Linked DNA regions of Mus musculus: all the other regions are linked to region 1. Evidence: chromatin contacts called from public HiChIP or PLAC-seq and promoter capture Hi-C data. All regions are on one chromosome and are shown on one strand. The core of a region is the stretch at or near the end of the contact, and the rest is flanking DNA. Distances in the headings are between cores, read along the strand shown.

The links. Promoter capture Hi-C pulls out the DNA fragments that hold promoters and counts their contacts. HiChIP or PLAC-seq counts read pairs in DNA pulled down with a chosen protein or histone mark.
Region 2: a contact with region 1 is called in a promoter capture Hi-C map of pre-B cells. The contact joins the promoter of Hyls1 here to the enhancer-like site in region 1. A contact is called at or near these places in 2 of 39 promoter capture datasets (liver and pre-B cells), 1 of 484 Hi-C or Micro-C datasets (adipose-derived mesenchymal stem cells) and 1 of 115 datasets of contacts at active chromatin or transcription factors (astrocytes).
Region 3: an H3K27ac HiChIP or PLAC-seq map of large pre-B cells shows a contact between it and region 1, with 5 times the contacts expected there. The contact joins two enhancer-like sites. A contact is called at or near these places in 1 of 115 datasets of contacts at active chromatin or transcription factors (large pre-B cells) and 1 of 9 other capture datasets (embryonic stem cells).

The regions. Positions count from the first base shown.
Region 1 is chr9:32,704,184-32,709,207 of GRCm38.p6, reverse strand. The region is part of intron 3 of Ets1 (E26 avian leukemia oncogene 1, 5' domain); the gene reads right to left. Among named protein-coding and RNA genes, the nearest start is that of Ets1, 70 kb to the right of the region's middle. Within about 2 kb of position 2,882, at least 93 of the 459 cell types and tissues checked have an H3K27ac peak or open chromatin away from gene starts, as enhancers often do. A contact at or near this core is called in pre-B cells, where this site is marked.
Region 2 is chr9:35,567,444-35,572,467 of GRCm38.p6, reverse strand. Hyls1 (HYLS1, centriolar and ciliogenesis associated) reads left to right here and starts at 2,399. Exons shown (of 4, transcript NM_029762.1): 1 at 2,399-2,591; 2 at 3,963-4,013.
Region 3 is chr9:35,059,034-35,064,057 of GRCm38.p6, reverse strand. All of the region lies in intron 1 of St3gal4 (ST3 beta-galactoside alpha-2,3-sialyltransferase 4), which reads left to right. It overlaps Gm51705 (a long non-coding RNA gene), which reads right to left. Exons shown (of 3, transcript XR_003948316.1): 3 at 4,093-4,146. Among named protein-coding and RNA genes, the nearest start is that of Gm51705, 6.8 kb to the right of the region's middle. Within about 2 kb of position 2,332, at least 55 of the 459 cell types and tissues checked have an H3K27ac peak or open chromatin away from gene starts, as enhancers often do.

The DNA.
Region 1 (5,024 bases), core at 1,633-4,132:
TTTGCCTAATATTGATATTAATGAGGCTCTTAGAAGAAAATATTACACAGAAAATAGCATCCCAGGAGTCAAGGTTTCTCTCCAAATGGGTGTTCTATGTAGGCTGGGCTTTGTGATCAAGCTCCAAATAAAGATCTGGGACATTGAGCCTTTGTGGTCCTGAGTAAATTATTGGAAATTTTCTGCGATTCCATTTCTTATATGGAAAAACTGGGGATGAAACAATTAACTTCACAGAGGTAGCTAACGTACAGATACGAGTGCTTCTGTAAAGCTTATGAAGTACCTGGCACATACCTGGTACTCTACAAACACAAATTTCTCTTATCGCTTACGCTACAGGAACAGCTATGTCTAGAAAATCTAAGGGATGGCCAACCATTTTGCAGAGTGTTTTATTTCTGTCAGGAGACAAGGGAAGTGGGTAGTGGAACTCTTGATCTATATGAAATCAAGGATATGCTTCCTGGACACACACATGTGACTCAATGTGACTCACCTTGGAGAGTTCATCGTATTGAGCATCACCAGTCTGTATCAGATCTCCCACTAATTAAACAACTCTCCCTGCATCAACAGTGACTCGACTCGGGCATTTTCTAAACATGAACTCGTTAACTCTCCTACCCTTTCTCCCAAAGAGTGTCAGCCTACTCAGAACAGCATCCTTCAAGAAGACAGAGACTATGCACAGGTAACAATTACCTGGAGGCCTGGAGTCAAAACAGACTCAGGCCTCAGAAGGACACAAGATGACAACCTCTTCCCGACAGCTCAGTGCACAGCAGAGGAACTCTTCAGGTCAGGCATGATAAGATCAAGGACTGATCCTTTAGGCCTGCTGTGAGCTACTTGTAAGTGGGAGGTTCTACATCAGATACTGATCCTGGTTTGAAGAGGAGAGTCACCTTCTGGATGCATTAAGATTTACTTTATATGTGTTCTAAAATTTTCCTGACAAGAATTGAGTGCCCAGACTAGAAAGTGCCAAACTTAAAGCTCTTCTTTCTGTTTTTGCTATAAGCTGTTGTACCACCACCTCCTTCCCATCCTTACCCCCCACCCCCACCCCCGCCCCACGTAGTCCTCCAGGGAACACCATGTTATTGGGCAGCTACTTAGGATTGATATGCATTTGCAAGAAAATAGTAGCAAGCCCAAGGGAATACTTCTCAGGTCAACAGTTAGTTTGTCATTTAGCTTGCTTCCAGCAAGATCAAAACAAGGAGAGGAGGCAAGGGTACTGACATGTCTTAAGAAGAATAATTAGAGATCTGGTCCAATCTAACTAGTTTCTGAGTGAACACACACACACACACACACACACACACACACACACACACACACACCTATACCTGGTGCCACAGCTTAAATGGTACTTCTGTTTTGAATAGGAAGAATACACCATTCATCTAAGATGTCATTAATTCTGGTATGCCTCTCGGGCACAGTTCTTTTATATAACACGTACTATGACATTCAAATTTTTCTACTCTGTTTTGTTGTGTTTAGAAGCAACCTCCAGCTGTCTGACTTTCCCTTTGTTCATAAAAATCCACCTCACTCTACACACACGGAGGCACAGAAGGCCCAAGCAAAGCACATTTCAGTTTAATACAGGAAAACAGGGCTGGGGGATTCTTTTCAAATCTCTTAGGAATAAAAATACAAAAGAAAACCAAGAAAACAAAAACAAAAAAACAACAAAACAACAAAACTCAACCTTCTTAAGGTCCAAAGTCAACCTCTCTCCAAAGAAAAGTGCACATTAGTTTGTCCAGTGCCCTACAGAGCAAGCCACTTTCCTGTCTGCTCCTGGTATTTTGGGTATCTCTGCCACTTTCCTAGATGTGACATCAAGGGTCTGGGCACCCTGTTCCCAGATCTCTAGTTAGCACCCATGTAGACTCACTGAAGATGTAGAGGAAGGGTACTTGCAGCAACAAAAAAGGGGCGACTGCCTTGCTGACATTTCTGTCTCATGTTAGTGGTTATTATGACTATTGTGGAGGCACTCACCACACAAGAGAAATATATAAGCTGGGTGGCTAAATGGAGCCATCAGGACATCTGACAAAGTCCAGCTGTGGTTTTACCATATGGTGCATGTGGCACTGAGAGAACAACTTGGCATCCCTTCTGTATACTCTCCTTTTTCACAAAATATCGGCAACTCATAGGGATTACTGGGGTCTCTGCTGGGTAAAGGCGTGTGTCAAACTGTAACACATTACCAAATTACAAGGCAGTACTTAGGCAGACTGCTAAACATGCACAGCAGATCTCAGTGTCCCCTCCGAATTCAACATCTAAGTATTTCAAAAACCGTGTTGATATCATCCATGTGATTTTTAGAACTGGCTACTGCTGGGTTTGAATGTGTGCTTAGGACCTTTGTGATAAGGTTTTAACATCTCACTTTCTTATCTATGAAACGGGAATAAACGTTTCACTACTACAGAGTAGGATAAGACAATCAGGGTCTTTGCCGCATACCTAGTATTCAAAACCTAATATACAAATATATGTATGTATATATGTACACACACACACACACACACACACACACACACATGGAGGGGGGGAACACCACAACAGCACCAAAAAAATAAAGATGGGTAGGAGTTAGATCTGCCCTCTGATAAGAACTCAATGGCAGTCTTCCTGGTTTTCCTTCCAAATCAACAAGCTGTACCTAGGCCCTTGTTTCCCAAAGAAGGGGTAACTGTCACAGATCTTTCTCAAAATGTAGAAATAACATCAATAAAATGAGATCACAGATAACAAACATGCGTAGGCGACGCCACAGCCAGCCACAAAGGGAGCCTTTGAGAAGCGAGAGGGTCGCTGTTGACACACCAGCACACAGTTAGAGCTTCCTGGATGACTGGGAAGTCAAAGCAGGTGGCATCTTGCCTGCCCCCAACTCCACCAGGCAGGCCATGCCCATGGAGGGGTCAGCCGGTTGCTGCCCAGGAAGCACCTGTGAACAGTCCCACAGGCAGGCATGGGCCCTTCCCTCTGTGCAAACAGGCAGTGAGGACCTTGTCTCACCAGGCTTGTCAGGAAAAGGTGCTGAGATGCCTCACAGCGGAGTACATTCCAGCTGCAGGAGGGGACTGTTTCTCAACAGAACAGAGCAACAAGAAGGGGCAGCTTCCATGAAATAAGTCATTACTCAGACCGCATGGGCAGCTGTGAGGATACAGCTGGGTTCGTTGCTCTGCCTACCAGACTCCTAACCTACATTATGTCTTCCTCCAATTCAGACCCCTCCCTGGAACTGCCTTTAGCTGGCCCTGTGGCCAATGATTATGCAGAAAAGGAAGCTGTTGTACTGGAAGACATGACTCCTGGCCCAGCACTACCTGAAATGACATATTCAGAAATGATCCCAGACAAGTTGAAACCAGGCATTAACTGGGAAGCCTGTTACATGTGATCGTTGGGATAGCTTTGCACAATTCCTAATATCTTCTTGTACAAGCTGCCCTTTACAGAGGTACCCAAAAACTCCCCAGTGACTGAGTCAAAGTAGTGACCTGTCTACCTCATCAATAGCAGTCTATGTTGTTTACCAGCCTTTACTGTTGCCCAAAGTCACAAGCCATCAGTGTTAAGAGAAACCTTAGCTTTTCTAAGTGACTTACTTGGCCAATTAAGAAAGTGAGATTCAAAGCCCGGCGTGGTGGTGCACGCCTTTAATCCCAGCACTTGGGAGGCAGAGGCAGGCAGATTTCTGAGTTCGAGGCCAGCCTGATCTACAGAGTGAGTTCCAGGACAGCCAGGGCTACAGAGAGAAACCCTGTCTCAAAAAACCGAAAAGAAAGTGAGATTCAGAATAAATGAAATTATTTTTTCCCAGAGTCATACAAGCAGGTACACTGATATGGCTAGAATCCTCCTGACAGGAGCTCACTCATGCTCTCTCTCTCTCTCTCTCTCTCTCTCTCTCTCTCTCTCTCTCTCTCTCTCTCTCTCCCTCCCTGTGTGTGTCTGTCTGTCTCTGTCTACCTCTCTCTGTGTGTCTGTTTGTCTATCTATGTGAGTGTCTGTGTTTGTGTGTGTGTGTCTGCCCCCTCTGAAGTTGAACTTACAAAGTAAACTTTATATTTCATAAATAATACTTAATTTTACTCTGATGATAGGTCCCTCTAGTCAGTCCTGATTATTCTCCACTGAATTCTACACATGAGTAGTATCTGGATGGTGTAAGACAACTTACACAAAATATAAGGAATTTATCTAAAGGTTAGATAAAAATACCAAGAAAAATAAGAATCAGTATAATTATAAACAGAAGTTTATAATTAAGTTTATCACACTATAAGTATAATTTAAATTCAGACTTATCATATATTTTTATTTTGAATATGAATGACAATGAATGACCTTAGGAAAATTTGAGTTTCGTTCACACAACACACACACAAATAAATCATTCCTTTAGGAACAGGCACAAGGCCTGGCACGTAGTAGAAGCTTCTAAAGCCTTAAAAACAATCACCCGGAGGCTCACAGAGACTGGGCTATCAAGCAGGAATCATCTAGGGGCCAGACCTAGGCCTCCTACATTCATAGCAAATGTGCAGCAGCTCGGTCTTCCTGTGAGTCCCCTACCAAGGGAAGCATGGGCAGTCTCTGTCTCTGTTCCCTGCTGTTAGACCCCCCTTCCCCTACCCGACTGCCTGGTTGGGCCTCAGTGGGAAAGGATGTACCCAGTCTTGCTGGGACTAGATATCCCAAGATAGGGTGGTACCCAAGGTGGGGGGAAGGGAGGAGAGATTTGTAGGTGTGACTGGGGGCGGGGGAGCTGTGATCAGAATGTAAAGTGAAGAAAAATAATTAAATTATTGAGAAAAAAGTCATCTACAGACATAAATACCTGACTAAGTTATTTTCCATTTCTTCCCTTAAAAATATGTACCTGATTGATTCTGTCATGTTCTTTGAGGTTTAACGCCTATTCTGATAAACTGATACAGAGGTTTTAGCAACTAACAGTTATGAGTGGGAGGGAAAGT
Region 2 (5,024 bases), core at 1,150-3,649, 2.9 Mb before region 1:
CAGGACCAAGGGCCTCTCCTCCCATTGATGACCGACTAGGCCATCCTCTGCTACATTTGCAGCTAGAGTCCTTCCATGTGTTTTCTTTGACTGGTGGTTTAGTCCCAGGGAGGAATGAGTTCTATTGACTGAGAAACAACGCTTAGGATAAAGGTCTAGGAGGAAGGGTTTATAACAAGTATGGTATCAACACTCTTTTAAAAAGTGTATGAGACCTCTTTCATAAGGATGGGTTCTACTGACTGAAAGACAACTCTCAGGAGTTGGGGAATTCATGCGGAGGCTAGTTCCACAGAACAGCAAAAGATCAGCATGTTATCTGCCTCTCTGTCTCTCTGCTTCCCAGCTACCACAAGATGAGCAGCTGTGTTCTGCTCCCTCTACTTCTACCCACCGTGATATTCTGCCCAACCATCACCTAAGAACAGTAGCCCTAAATGAGCATGAGCTCAAACTTGGAACCACAATAAATCTGTCCTCCATTTCAGTGTCTCTATTAAGTCACAGCAACAGAATGCTAACACACACCTCAAATACAATGTGCTCAAAGCTTAACTCTACCTCACCCAAAAAAGTCTTTTTCCAGTATCTCCTGTTCGAGAAAAGAACATTCAGCTGCACCAGCCAGAAATCTATGAACTAAGAAACCACACTTGATCTCTCACACCTCAGCCTTATAAAATATGTGTTCTGGTCATAGACACAAAATATATCTGTCTTTCCCCTTCTTAATATCCTGGCCATTACCATCCTAGCCTACGTACCACAACCTATGCCTCGAATATGCAATTATGTCTCATTCAGATTTTACATAAAATTGTGCATTCCTCTAATCCATTATTCTCAAGGAAAGAAAATAATTTCAAGAATAAACCTGAGTATTTCATAGCATGCCCCAATTCTGCTTCAGATACCCAGTTCCATAGTTCTTTGGCTAAAGTCAGATTTGCTCCCATTGGCCTACATGACCTACCTCTTAAGCTCATCTCTACTGCCTACCTTTGTTCTGTTTCTCAAATCTGAGTCTGCCATCTGCCTACATCAAGGCCAGCCTGGGCTACATGGCAAGCTCCTAACTTTGAGGTATAGAAATGAAGCTGAATGTCCAAAAGTAGGTAAGAAAATGAATCATCTAACCTTGCTTAAGACACATTAGCTGGAGGTTCCATGCTAAAGGAAATTCCATACAAGCATTACATGAAAGCAGGATATTTGTCCTAAGAATGTGTGTAATAAAGTAGTGTCACATTGTCCATCAAGGGGTAGTCATTCAGTTTTCATAAATTCTTAACTGCCTCAGAGGTAGAGCAAGGGCCCTGATTAAAAAGCTAAGTAGGCAAGTGATAAGAGGCAGAGGCAGGTGGATTTCTGAGTTTGAGGCCAGCCTGGTCTACAAAGTAAATTCCAGGACAGCCAGGGATATACAGAGAAACCCTGTCTCAAAAAGCAAAAAAAAAAAAAAAAAACCTCAACAAAAAAAGAATTGTTTGGAAGATTTAAGCATTCTAGCATTTGAGGGGTGGGGGTACGTATGAGTGCTCTGTCTGATGAACACCCGCTCCCAGAAGAGAGCATAAGATCCCTTTATGAGCCAACCATGTGCAACTATGTGATTACTAGGAATTGAACTCAGGACCTATGGAAGAGCAACCCGTGCTCTTAACCCCAGAGCTATCTTAACAACCCAGCTTTCTATATATTAAGAAATAAACACCTATTTGTATTTGATGTAGAAAGTTAAAGTACGGGGGATGGGGGCCTCTTTTCCGATCTTACCCTCAGTAGTCCCCAAAGCACTAGGGTCCCTTTTTTTTTCTTTGTAAGTACACAAATCATTGTAAACGTCAGACATACATGTAATATTTTTATTATACTATTTTGTTAACAGTACGCTAGAAAAGGAGGGCAATAATAGTGCGTTCTGGAAGAGTGCATACCGTGCCGCGGGGACCGCTGCAGCTGGAATTGGTCGGGCGGTCCTATCGCGGGTTGCAGTGGAGACCGACTCACGAGCCGGGCCAGCCACGCCCCAGAACCCTCCCCTCCGCTACCCTCCGACGCCGCCGGCCACAGCCAAGAGCGGCTGCGGCACGGAGCAGGGCCAGCCCGTTGCCTAACCGCCAGACTAACACCCACACGACCAAGAAACAGATTCCGCGCCACGGTCCGGCGGGTTCCCACTTCAGCTCCACGCCCCAAACCCCGCTTCCGGGCCCGAGGTTGGGGAGGGCTTAGAGAAAATGTGCACCAATCGTTATGTAGACGTGGAGAACGTCTGGCCTCTGGACCAACGAGAGAGATGGTGGGCGGAGCCAAAGGCGTGGGCTCTCTTCGGGATTTAAACTTGAACAGCGGACCGTTAACGACTACGCTGAACGTGGAGGTGTCGTGCGCCTGCGCGAGTGGGAAACAGCGTTCCGGGGTGAGCCGCGACTGCTAGACCCTGGGCAGCGGCGGCCGAGGCTGGTGAGGATCACGGAGCCGGAGCGGTGGACCTTTCCTGGGACAGGGTGCAGCGGAGCCCACGCTCTTTCCCTCGGCCGCTGCGCGTGGATTCGCGTTTTCTTCCCTGCCAGGTTCTGGCGTTCAAGGTAAATCTCGGCAGCGTTGCTCGGGACGTCTTTAACTCGCAGCCCGAGCACAGGCCGCCCAAGCCCCTGCAGGTCACAATGTAATGTACACCTTGCCTGCGCCACTTTTGCCCGGTGGGCAAGCGAGTGGACAGAGCCCTCCCTGCCAGCATGGAAACGGGGACGGGTCCCTGGGGAAGTCGAGCTCACGGCACGCCCGTGGCCAGATGGTGCGACTGGTGGTGTTATTGTTGGAAGAGCAGGGAAGTAGCCTCAGGTTTGGGTTACACCTTCCGTGGATTCAAGTGTACAGCCGGCTTGCTTAGGATTTAGGATAGCAAGTAAAACTGAAGGAACCCCTCTGGGTGATCTTACCCCAGAAAGAGTGAGAAAACCCGTATAAAAACTATACAATACAAACAAAAATATCACTGTGCCCTTTCTTTCAAGTTGGCTAGGTTTTTTCAGTGTGCAGTGCTGATGAAAGTGAAAATAGAGGCACTCTAACGCGTGTGTTGAGGTAATAATCAGTTTTTCTAGAGAGCAGTTTGTCATTCAATTTAGAAGTTAAATTGCACCATAATTTCAGTTATAGCCAAATACAGGAATTTAAAGGGTTAAAAATCCCACCCCACCCCCCAGCCCTGAATCTTTTTACTGTAACTAGGTAATCCTGGAGCATTAAACTGTTTGAGGGTTTTTTGTTTTTAAGGGAAAGGTAATTTTAGTCACTATTACCCATATTTATCCTCGATATATAAGATGGCTTAGCTTGTGAGATCGTTGTAAGCAAAGGAACTGAGTATAACCTATAAACATGAGAAGTTGCATTTCACTTGTAAGCATCTACATATTTGAGGTGTAAAAATGAAGGGGACATAATTTGAACACAAAGGAACAGGACTTTATCACTGTAAGGATGCCATTAAAAATCATCTTGGCTTTAGTCTAAAATCACCCCAGGCCAACTCCAGAAGAGATATATACATGTCTCAATTAAACTTCAAAACCTTTTGAAGTAATTCCACTTTTTAAGTGAAGTAAGCTTTATTCCCTACTTTACATTTTTCTAACATTCAGTCCTACTTTGGAGTTTGTATAAATATTCTCTCTCTGAAGTAATTTTGTAAAAATACCTTTAGGAGCTTCTCATTGACTGCTTCTGTGATGACAACCAAGAAGCTAACTGAACCCATTTTCTTTTATATTCATCCCCAGACAACCTCTTAAGAGGATTTGCCTCAGCCTTGAACTCTTGCTTCTATAGACTCCAGAGTGTAACTAACACCCTTCAGTTAGGGCTCCCCCACCCCACTCCTGCCCCAATGTACTGTGCTTTAGAAATGACTTTTTAAATAAGAATGTTTCTTAAAGTCAGTTTTTCTTTTCTAGGTTTCCTTTTTGTTAACTCAAATACAGCCAGTCAAGGAAAAACAAAATAAGGTAAGAAACTGCTCTGAGGCTCAGAGTTGGGATCCCAGTGCCCAATGGACGCCTTACAAATACCTCGAATTTCAGCTCCAAGGACTCAAAAGATGCCTTCTCCTGACCTCCATGAACACTTGAACTCACACACACACACACACAAAACTCTTCAGAATTTTAAAAATTCAAAGACAAAGCAGTCCTTTTTAAGACTGTTCCATGACAAGTGACTTGTGTCACTGCTTTCCTGGCTCCTCTGCTGGGCCGTGAAAGTTAGTACTGTGCTGTACACTTCTGCACAAGTTACTCACCCATCTTATGCTCTTTGATCTTCTAAACTGGAACTCTTTCCTGAAATCTTCAATTCTCTACCATCCTCCAACGCTAGGAGCCCTAGCATTTAGGCAGCACCAGAATACTGTAAATACTGTGTGTTCTTACATGTTCCTTTAGTTAGCAGTTTCAGGATATGGTGTGTTTTGGGTCTTGAACTTCGGTTTTATTTGTTTAATAAATCTGCATAACGCTACTATAGTGACAGGTGACTAAGGTAGAAACCTAAGTTATTTTGCTAAGGTTACTTTGCTAAGTTACTTTGCAATGAGTTAAGAATTGTGTATGCTTCAGTACATATTAGCATTTATAAATATTAGTAATACTTTTCCTACATAATTTCTTTTAAAATTTCTCTGTGGTTCTAGAAAATAATGAATGTGACACACTGCTTACCCAAATTAACTTTTTGTCAATTTCCAGCCATACTAAGTATTTTGCTAATTTCCAACCCTTTAGGAAACTTGTATTTTCCACCTTGGGTTCAAAGCTTTTTCATGTGTGGTTGTTGAGAAAGGGTTTCTAATAGCCCAGGTTGGCCTTCAAGTCACTGTGTGGTGAAAACTTTGAACTTAGATTCTGTCTCCACCCAAAGGCTGGGAGTATAGGTGTTTGCCTCCACACCTTGAGACTCAAAACTTTTTTCTTTCTTCTGTCTCAAGTTCTGCAAAGTTGAACCTTCCAGAACTTGGTCAA
Region 3 (5,024 bases), core at 1,083-3,582, 2.4 Mb before region 1:
ATCGTCCATAGAATGGTAAGTTTTACATTGAGGAAACTGTGTATGGTTATTTCTGACAGCTGTTGTACAAAATATTGACACCGAATGGTTGAATTAAATTTGATGTGGGGGACTGTGGGAAGCCCTGTAGGGTGTTTCCTGATGGCAAAGGGTTACCTCGTTTATCCTGTGTTGATCTGCAAGGGTTAGTCCAGAACCCCCCTTTGTCACACCTTCTGCATATTCCATAAGGCTGGGGCCTTCTTTCTGGATTATCACTAGAAGAAACATTATTTCTAAGAACAGTTTGCCTACAATCCCTTTTCAAAAGAGCTTGCTTACCACAATTAAAACATCTGCCATTTTATTTTTCTTAAGACTTCTAGAAATTACTTTTCTTACCAGAGTACCATCATAAATGTGAGCTCCACTATCAGCCAGATTTCTAATCTCTTGATCTTTTGGTGCTGATCTTGCCTTTAAAGATCTAATCACCCATTTGCATTCCAAATTAGCATTTTTAAAAGCTAAAAATTCTATTAGTATTTTTCTGACTTCTGAATCTGATACTATTCTGTTTACAGCTGAAGTTAATCTTTGCAAAGTATAATTGAAGGCTTCTTTTGGGCTTTGTATAATTTTGGTAAGTGACTCAGACCTCTTTCCTGATTCTTCAACTTTATCCCTAGCATTTAAAGCTGCTAGATGACGTAGTGCCAAGGTGTGATCATCAAATTCAAGCGGCCTTTGTAACTCCGCATATTGACCTTCACCTAGCAATTGATCTTGGGAAAAATTAATACCTCTAGCCTGAATTAGTCATTCTGTGACCCTAGCTTCCTCTTTCCACGATGCTTGCCATTGTAAGCTTCCAATATTGCTGTTTCCACATTTTCTCCAGCCTTGGTGGATAATTCTGTTCTGAGTTGACCATAAATTCAATATCTGCTTCATACAGGATGGATGTATACCATATGAAATGATCGCTTCCTTAAATCTCCTCAAATCTATAGGATTCCCTGAAATTTCTTCATAACCTTGGGGGTGCCTATCATCTGCTGGTAGGTCTTGTATAGTAATTAGATAAACTAAGGTTGGTTTTCTAACAACCTGGGGCAGCCCTTCTTCAGTTTCATCATGCAGGGTAGGTTCTTGTCTAAATTTCTCTGTGTCTGAATATTTTTCCTATTTTCATTTATGAGTCTCTCTAAAGCTTGTATCTTATTAATCTACTTTTCATGGCTTTATTTTTATTGTATCTCTATAAATATTTTTCCTTTGAGCGGTTACAGAAAGCTACTATGGCTATTAAAAATAAAATATGAAATAATCAAATGATAATAATCATAGTTGGTATTGAGCAAATTTCAGTCAAGTCCATTTAGTCTTTTATTTTCTGCTTGTATTTTCAAGCCATCTAAAGTAGCACTATATGGAGTCCTAGTGTCTTGTATTATGGTATTTCCCATCCTGAACTCTCTTCTTGAAGACTTCTTAGGTGACTTAATAAATCAGATGTCTTCTCAGTTTGTCCTCAGCTGGAGTGATTTCTCTGTCTGTGGTGTCATGCCATAGGTTGGAGCACCAAATGTTGTTTTGCTTTTAAAATAAAATCCCAGTTGTTAGATTCACCAAATGAAGACCCAGGAGCCAGATGCTGGGGTGAAAGCCTGATGGCTCAGAGGAGCTGGGAAAGCACCCAGCCAACCTTCCTCTTCAGCCAACATCCCAGAAGGAAAAAGCCCTTTCTCCTTCTCCACTTCCTGTTCATCTCTCTCTCCCTCCTCCTGACTTGCTCTCACTCTATGGTACTTTCCTGTCTTCACTTCCTGTTAACTGGTTGCTTGCTCTGCCTCTTGACCTATGGTTGACTTTATTTAATCTTGTTTACAATAAACAGAAAGCTCTTGGATTAAAGGTGTGTGCTAGGGCTGAGCCATGTCACAACTAGAGACACGTTTTCCCAGTATACAATCTTGAGGTTCACCATGTAATCAAGTAGCCTGAGACAATTTCTTCATTCTCATAGCAATTTTTTTTTTTTTTTGGCCTTTGAATTATTTAGTCACTAGAATAGTGAGATAGACAATAGAAGTAATAAGAAGAGAGTACACTGTAACTGGTCTGTGTACATTCTGGTTGCCTGACAATTCTGAGATCTCATGGAAGGCTCTGCCTCACCCTGTGGATGGTTCCACCCCACCCTGTGGTTCCACTAGACCTCCTAGGACTCTATTGTGTTCTGACTCCATAGTTCTGCTAGGCCTTGCCTTCCTGAAAGTCTTCTTTGCTGGCTCTGCCTATGCCCAGGTCCCGGGCTGCTATCATATCTTTTGAAATCCAGGCAGAGGAAGTCATGCCCCACTGCTCTTACATCCTGTATCTACAGAGCTGGCACTGAGTGACCACTGCCACAGCTTGTCTTGTGGTAATTTTAGGAGGATGGGTCAAAATTCTCCAGAGAGGAGCGGTTGAGACAGCAGGAGGCTGTGAAGAATGTAGGGTGTGAAGGCTTATCTTAGCCCTTGGCAACAAGCCCCAAGATCTGGCTTCTCTTCTGATTATTTTTCTCTCTGAAGCTTGGCATTCTGGGTGTGAAATGGGAGGGACCTCAATAGAAGTCTCCAAGGGGCCTTTGGGGTCATTCTCCCATTGTCCTGTGTGAATAGACTCAGACCTCACTCTGTCTATCCTACTCTATCAAATGATTACTTAGCCACACCTGCATTTTTCTTTCATGAAATTGCTTTTAATTTTCTGCAGAGTTCAGGCTGAGAACCCTTCAGATCCCTAAGTTCTGTTTTATTTGATTTCTAGATTCCACTTTACAATCACATCTTTCTACTCACAATCTAGGGTGGACAGTTAAGCCACACAGCATCCTGAGTGCTTTGTGACCAAGCTTCTTCCACCAAATATCCTCTTTCCTCCTATTCTGTAAAGTTTTAGGGCACTAACAATTCAGCCATATTGTTAGCCACTTTATTACTAGGATGGTTTTTACTCTAGTTTCTGCACCACTTGTGTAATGTATAAGAAAGTCCAGACTTTCCCTACAGTTCTAATGTGAGCCCTTGCCTGACTCTCTGTTCACCTTAACTTTTCCTAGCCTGCACATGCGGATTTTTTTCTAGCCTCTCCTCTCTAGCCGGTTCCAAAGGTAATTTCACGTTTTCGGGTATTTGTAACAGTACTTGCCCTACTTATCAAGATTAGATCATTCTTAGTCTGCTTTGTGCTGCTTTAACCAAATTCTGTAGCCTGGATACTGTATAATGAATAGACGTTCATTTAGATCATGGTTATGGAGGATGCAAAATCCAAGATGAGGCCTTCTGGCTGATTCATCTTCGGACAGATGGAGGCAGAAGGAGGGGCAGAGAGTGGAAGTAGGGGAGAGGGTGAGAGGCCAAATTTGTCTTATTATAATAACTCCATTTCCAGCTTACAGAATCCATTCCTCTGTGTGTGGGGGGTGCAAGGGGAGGACACTGGTTCACTCATGAGGGCAGAACTCTCTGCCCAAAGTACTGAGAAAGGAACGCTAGACAGGTTTTCTATTACTGAGCCCTACACATCTCCTTATAGGTCCCGTCTCCCAATACCACACATTCAGGATCAAGTTTTCAATGCATGAACGTAAGGGCTCACATTTAAACCATATGAGGTATCCTAGTGCAGAAAAACCTGGGCAAGTGTGGGGATGGGGGTATGGAATATGCTGTGGGAAGGATCTAGGCTCTGTTAGTGTGCTTGGGGACACTTGCAGTTTATCAGTTTCTTTTCTAGTTGACATGGCAAAATACCTAACAAGCAATTTAAGGAAGGAACTGTTTGGTTTTTTGTTTGTTTGTTTGTTTGTTTTTGGCTCACAGTTTGAGGGTACAGTCCATCGTGGTGGGAAAAGCCTGGCAGTCAGGGTGAGAGGTGGCTGGTCACACTGCTTGCAAATCGGGGAAGCAAAGGGCCCTCTGCTGGTGCCCAGCTCACTTCCTCCCTTATAGTTAGTCTTGGCCACAGCCAGCTAGAGGAACTGTGATGCCTTTGGCGTGGTTGATCTTCCCACCCCAATGAAACCTAATCTGAAAGATCACTCAGACATACCTTAGGTGATTCTAGATCCTGACAGGTTGACAGTATCGATCATCAGGCATGCGTCTGATGTATCTGCAGGGCATAAGGATTGAATTTGTAGGTTCCTGGTTGCGCAATGCCAGCATCAGGCTTTTGAGATAGATGGTTTCTGAGATGGAGTGTTCTAAGCCAGAACAAGGCTTGGTGTTCCGTTTCTCAGGGAAAGGTGGAGATGGTAGATGGTAAGGGAGTGGGGCGAAGAGGTTTAGCTTTGGAGGAAAGCCTGAGGCAAGGGTAGCCTACGGTAGGATGATGCAGCCACAGACAGTTACTTTAAGAGAAGCATGTTTATTGGTCAGAGATAAAACTAGGAAGGGCCAAAAGGTGTGGCTTTGGCTGTACCAGATTCTGGGAAAGTGATAGATTGGGATTTCTCACCTAGGTGGTAGAATTTGGAGAGAAAACTGGTAGGTGAGTCTGAAGGTGTTAGAAGGGCTCTACTTTTTTCCCCTACAGAACTGAGAACCAGCGGGATATGGTTCCATAGTAGAGCACTTGCCTAGCATGCCAAAGGCTTGAGTTCAATTCATAGAAAAAAAATCAAGGTCTAAAGGGCATAGAGCCATTGAGCAAACCTTGGGCTGCCTGTCACCTGCTCAACCTTTGGGGGATATTGATCTAGTTGAAGTCCTTTTGGATAGCAGGCATTGGCTGGGTACCAGTTCCTACAGGGCCCTGTTTCTTCCCATGTCCCCTGGCTAGGCTCATCAGCTCATTTTAAGCCAGGGACACCTTGTTCATGGCAGAATACCAAGGGTGCAGATAGCTATCTTGCTGTGGGCTAGCTTTGCATTGTAGCTGACCTGTGAATGAGTGGTTCTTCTTGGCAACTGGTTCAGAGGGGAGGCTGCTGAGCCTTGGACATGAATAGATCAACTGCAGGCTTCCCCTCAACAGATTGTCCTTGTAGC